Regions from separate parts of the Mus musculus genome. Here region 1 is linked to region 2. A link is a contact called in public promoter capture Hi-C data. All regions are on one chromosome and are shown on one strand. Each heading gives the region's core, a stretch centred on a gene start, on an enhancer-like site or on the middle of the called end of the contact. The rest is flanking DNA. Distances are from core to core; before and after follow the strand shown.

Region 1 (2,700 bases), core at 115-2,614, 110 kb before region 2:
TCTTCCTTCCTACCATAAAAGCAAAGAGGGAAAGAACAGCATCCAAGGCCTCTAGATAATTTACACTGTGAGCTCACAAGCCCAGTTCCAAGTCTAATCGGAATTAGGATCAGGCTGCTGGCATCCTTTGAGGAAGGAGTGGCCTTTCTCCAAGCTCTGAGAACACAGGAGGTCACATCAGGTATCAACAGCAGATGGGACGCTAAGCTTTTCCCTTCATCCACAGCTGACATGGGTGCAGGCATCATCGTGCCTGTTGACTCTGTGTTTGCCCAAGAAAACGGAACAGCCTGGCAGCCTGGCAGCTGGGGCCTGCATATGAAGAGCACTCTTCAGAGCCTAACACCTTTCTTTGATTTCCAAGACTTTTCTTTTTCTTTTATTTTAACTTCAGCGTGAACTTTCCCTGTGAACACTGAAGTAAGTCCGGCGGATACAGACGACCCTAAGAAGTATGCACTTCTGAATGAGATCTGGTCTAGAAAACTAAGGCTTAGCGTGCAGAGCGTTGTAGGGGAAACTTACTGTTTGAGCGATCTCGTTTTCAAGCTCTTGAGTGTTGGAATGGTTTTCTGCAGTAGTATTGAGAAAAGTCTTCTTTAACTTAAACTCGGTCACAAAGGTTCTAACTGCAGAGGAAAACATTGCCCATTAAGCCACACAGCAGAGACCAACGCAAGGCTATGCAGCTGTAATCCCTGGGACGGCCAGCTTTACTCCCCCAAGGGACAGTCTGGGTGTGTCTTGAGGGTAAATACACTCCTTCCTCATCTAGGTGACCAAGGAGTGACACATGTTTGTGGTAGGTTTAGACTCCAAGGTGCTAAGATCCCATTATTATCAGGCATGTAAAGAAAACAAGCCATGTTAGAAACAGGGCTGGATTCAGAAAGGAGGAAAGCTCCCTCATTGTGAGGCCTGTTTCACTCATAAAATAAAATTCTAGGTAACACCAATTTCTGATGATTAGGCCTGAGGTTCCAGAATGAGCAGACAACCAAAAATTAACAGTCCGTCTTTAGAGCTGGCTCTTATCACTCATTATATTAAATTATATTTATCGATTATTATTTATCGTATTAAATTATATCTTATTATATTAAACGCATATCTTCCCCTCAATACAGAAGAAAAATAACCCGAGACACAGGGGCTGCATGCTGAATTCAGAGGAAGGCAGGCAAGGGAGCCAGGGAAAGCAGCTAACATTTCAGAGTTAACTGACTAAAGCCCGTAGTTCTTATTTAACATCCTTCTGCTTGTTCCACAGTTCAGCGAAGCCAGCTGCTTAGGACTCTCTAGGAGCAGCAGGCAGCTCTTTGAAAACACTCTGGGCCAAGGCAAAGCCTTTCAGCACGCTCTAATTTGCATGCCCCTCTGATGTTTACGAACAATGAAGCCTAATGACTTGAAAAGAGAAAGACTAGTCTTTAGCAAAACTGAACCGCTTTCCCCCCCATCTGTGCTACTTGTGGGCGGGCACTCTGCACACAGTCACCTGACCTGCTCGGCTTCACTCCTCACGGGCCCAGGTTCAAATCCAGACTCTTCCCTTTGGAAAAGTGCCCAGGATAAGGGTAAGGCACACAGACGTTCTCTGCCTGCCCGTGCCTTCTGTCTTTAGCATGAGTAATATCATCCGTCCTTTCCTAAACCCTGTCTTTTTTCCTGGAAGGGATTTGCCCAAGGCATTTATACCTCTGTGGAGAGGAGGCTGTGCTTGGCTTAAGTTCCTGCTGATTGTAAAAACAGGGACTTTCAGCCTCTGCTTTGTCTTGGGTGACTCCATTATACAAGAAGCATTTGACTCTATTTCATGCTGTGGATAAAAACACTACCTCCTGTCCAGCATGGGGCACAGGCTACTACATTTCTTGTTGCAAAACTATCAATTAGATTGGATCTGTATGAGTACAGGGCCAAAACCCTTAGTGGAAAGGGAGACCTCAAGAGCTTATGAAACACACCAAGGAAGGGTGCAACAGCCACGCCTGCACCCCATAAAGAGGAGGACACCTGACACTCTTGTGGCAATGGCCCCAGCAACCTGGCATCTGACCACCCAGAATGCATGGGGACTGCATGACCATAGGGCTTCAGCTTGGCTCAGTGTCCACTCTTGCCGTGGCGTTCTCTGTCTCTTTGTCCATCTGGCCCTGGTTCTGTGTCGGATTTCTCCACAGTGGCCTACATGGGTCTGGGCTTCACCTCACAGTCCTGTGCCTGCCTCTAAGCTCCTTTCACATGGACAGTCCCAGCCTTAACCCCGCAGCAGCTTGATGCGTTCCTCAGTAACTGTCCATTGTGGTTCCTGGTCTAACCGCTAAAGGGACTGGTTCTCTTCTCGTCGGTATTAGCTCTCTGACACTCCTAAGGCCTCTTTAAACTCCTTGAACTTTTCTGTGGCCTCTTTAACCCCTTTGTAGCTATTCTGTGACACACACACACATACCCCTTTACCCTGATGTGTAACTTGTGATCTGAGTTAATATTAGTAATTAAATTTGGAATAAGCCAATGCTTGCCACTGGCCAACTGTCAAGGGAGATGAGAATAATTTGGCAAATCAGAGCAAATGAAATTGAAGTAGCTTGTGAGCTTATTGTGACTCAATAAATTCTGACATTGTGGAAAGACACAGATGTGTCCCTGTTTTTAATATAGTTAGTGTATTCAAGACAACTTCCACGTCTGCAGTTA
Region 2 (2,822 bases), core at 304-2,803:
TCGAGCATGAATAAGTTGAGTTTGTGGAACATGTTTCCATCAAGTTGTCAATTGCAAAGGAAAAATTATTTTTCTCCAATAGAACCTCACTGGGTATACACCCCAGACTTAAGGGAAGCCCCATGATCTGCAGTGAATGGCCAACACAAAATGAACTCAGTGGTAGTTTCAGAGATATTTTGTCTCATGATGCTTTGTCTGGGCACTTGTATCTTACTTGTTTTTTGCTTACCTATTATGGTTTCAGTTTTTCTGTGATTGTATGTTTGTGGCTGTGTGAATGTGTGAGCGTATGTGCAGGTATGTATGTATGTGTGTGTATATATGTGTAGATGTATATGCATGTGTGGCTCTGTGTGTTTGTGTGTGTACACATCTGGTGCTTTTTCTTTGCTCCCCCCTCCCATTTGTTTGCTTTGTTTTCTTCTAGATTTTTGGGGAGTGGGGCATATGTCTTCTAGAGAGAGGGGGATGATCTGGGAGGAGATAAGGGAGGAAAAACTGATCAGAATATATGAAAAATAATTTAAAAATTTTTTGCAATAAAAGAGAGAAGGATGGAAGGAGGAAAAGAATGAGGAAAGAGAAGGAAAATAAAGAAGGAGAGGGACTGAGAGAGGAGGAAGAGGGAGGGAGAGAGGGAGGAGGAAGAGAGAGTAGGGAGAGAGAGGGAGGAGGAAGTATTGGGGGGCACCAAAATGGGGAAAGAATCTAGAGAAAACACAGAATAGAAAGATTTTACAGGGAGGGAGTAATAATATATGTCAAGGACAGAAGAAGAGAATCCACCATATTCATAAAATGAAAATTAAAAACGATGCTATTCAATGAAAGAAAGTAAATGAAGATCTGGACAAGTCAAGTTACAACCAAAGCGCTTGGAGACTAAGGCTGTGTAGTATGCACAGACAGATGGTTTGCAACTTACTGTAGAAGCTCCAGATGAAGAGCACAAGGGGTCATTTTATACCACACCAGGTAAAAGGTCATCTGTGTGATAATCAGTCACACACCTAAATGTCAACCACGGAAAGAAAGCAAGGCATTGTGGGCTTTCCAGGCCGGCCGTGCGACTCTGCTGGGAAGCTTGTCTTTTGTGTTTCTTCCTTTCCTTTCTCTTCTACCTGGATAGGATGTGGTGGCAGGGCTCCAGCCGCCAGACCATGGGTCAAGGACGATATACTCATTGTGTGGGTGGTAAAGCAAAAAGGAGTCCGAGTCACTCAGGACCGTGGACTTGCTGTGGCCACCTTGCTCCGCCCACCTGCTTTGGTCGGAAGCAGTTTAAATCACTACTGCCTTGAGATCTTGTTATTGCTAATCAAGCTTCATTATGGCTGACACAGCAGGTAACTGAAAAAAAAATCTAGACTAGAAATACTGGGAAATAATTCTGTGATGCGTTCCAGAAAGGAGAACAAGATGATAAGAAAACAGAGGATCATTTAACAAGGATAGACTGGGGGTAGGGATGGGGAGAGGAGAGGAGAGCGGAGCGGAGCAGCAGGGCTGGGCTGCAGAAAATTATTAAGGATATCAGGGAATGGGTACGAATTTGGTGAGCAAACATAACCAGTGACAACAGCAGCTGTTGGGTTAGGCTCAGGAAGACTTGGCCAGGCTGTCTGTGTCTGTGTGTGTAGTGCCCGGGAAGAGACAGCTGACACTTCTAATGTAGTTTTAAGCCTGTTCTAGGGGTAACTAAATGCAAAAGAAAGCTGAGAAGTGAACTAAAGAAATACACATAATATACTTGAAAATACTGTGGAATAAAGACAAAATATACACAATATCAACATGATGGATGATGGAGACAGAAGGAACTCTCCAAAGATATAGAAAGGTCTTGCTGGGGATTGTGGTGTATGACTGTAATCCCAGGACTAGTGAGTCTAAGTAACCCATAATAATCTAAAAACAGTCTGGGCTATATAATGAGACCCTGAGATCCCAAAACACAACAAACAGAAACCGAGAAGCTAGAACGGTCTTGCCTGTAGGGAACCAGAGGTGTTGGGAAATCAGTGGTGGTACATAACAGAGGCTTGTTTCAAACAAGGATTGCAGTGCTCTATACCTGAAGTCATGAGCACCCCTGCACAGCCCTATCCTGTTCCCAGGCTAAAGAACATGAGAATTTCCTAAATAAAAAGATGAACTAAGCGGCTGCAGGAAGGAAATATCCTACAACTTCAGAGATGACAAACCCGGATCAGTCATTGTCCTTGTTAGCTCTATTGCTATGATAAACGCCAGCCCCAAAGGCAACTTGGGGAGGAAAGGGCTTACTCATTTTACAGCTTACTGTTTCTCCCAAAGGGAAATCTCAGGGCAGGAGCTCAAGACAGGAGCCTGGAGGCTGGAACTGAAGCAGAGGCAACGGAGGGATGCTCATAATTGGCTTGCTCACCATGGTTTGTTCAGCCTGTTTTCTTATAGCACCCAGGACCAGCTGCCCAGGGGAGGCACTGACCAGAGTGAGATGGGCTTGTTTATAGGACAATCTGCCGGGAGCATTTTCTCCATTGAGGTTTCCCATTCACAGAGACTTAGCTTGTGTCAATAAAAACCTGTTTGTTTGTTTGTTTGTTTGTGACAGGGTTTTTCTATGTAGCCCTGGCTGTCCTATAACTCAATGTATAGACGAGGCTGTTACTCAGAGATCTGTCGCCTCTGCTTCCTGAGTGTGGGATTAAAGTCACCTGATACAAATGAACAAAAAGCTAACCTGCACAGTCATCATTCCAACACTAAGGATACAGGCTCAGCAGGGTATATTCCCCAACAGTGAAAAGTGAACTCACTGAAGGAGAATGGGAACT

The links. Capture Hi-C pulls out chosen DNA fragments and counts their contacts.
Region 1: a promoter capture Hi-C map of pancreatic islet shows a contact between it and region 2. The contact joins two enhancer-like sites. A contact is called at or near these places in 4 of 15 datasets of contacts at CTCF or cohesin (the G1E-ER4 cell line, the NIH/3T3 cell line, large pre-B cells and 1 more), 20 of 484 Hi-C or Micro-C datasets (8-cell embryo, the AML12 cell line, CD8 T cells and 12 more), 3 of 115 datasets of contacts at active chromatin or transcription factors (acute myeloid leukemia and embryonic stem cells) and 4 of 9 other capture datasets (adipose tissue, embryonic stem cells, liver and 1 more).

Annotation. Positions count from the first base shown.
Region 1 is chr16:33,733,470-33,736,169 of GRCm38.p6, reverse strand. Heg1 (heart development protein with EGF-like domains 1) reads right to left here. Exons shown (of 15, transcript NM_175256.5): 7 at 526-629. Among named protein-coding and RNA genes, the nearest start is that of Heg1, 50 kb to the right of the region's middle. Within about 2 kb of position 1,364, at least 95 of the 459 cell types and tissues checked have an H3K27ac peak or open chromatin away from gene starts, as enhancers often do. A contact at or near this core is called in pancreatic islet, where this site is marked.
Region 2 is chr16:33,628,507-33,631,328 of GRCm38.p6, reverse strand. The region is part of intron 9 of Slc12a8 (solute carrier family 12 (potassium/chloride transporters), member 8); the gene reads right to left. Among named protein-coding and RNA genes, the nearest start is that of Heg1, 55 kb to the left of the region's middle. Within about 2 kb of position 1,553, at least 3 of the 459 cell types and tissues checked have an H3K27ac peak or open chromatin away from gene starts, as enhancers often do. A contact at or near this core is called in pancreatic islet, where this site is marked.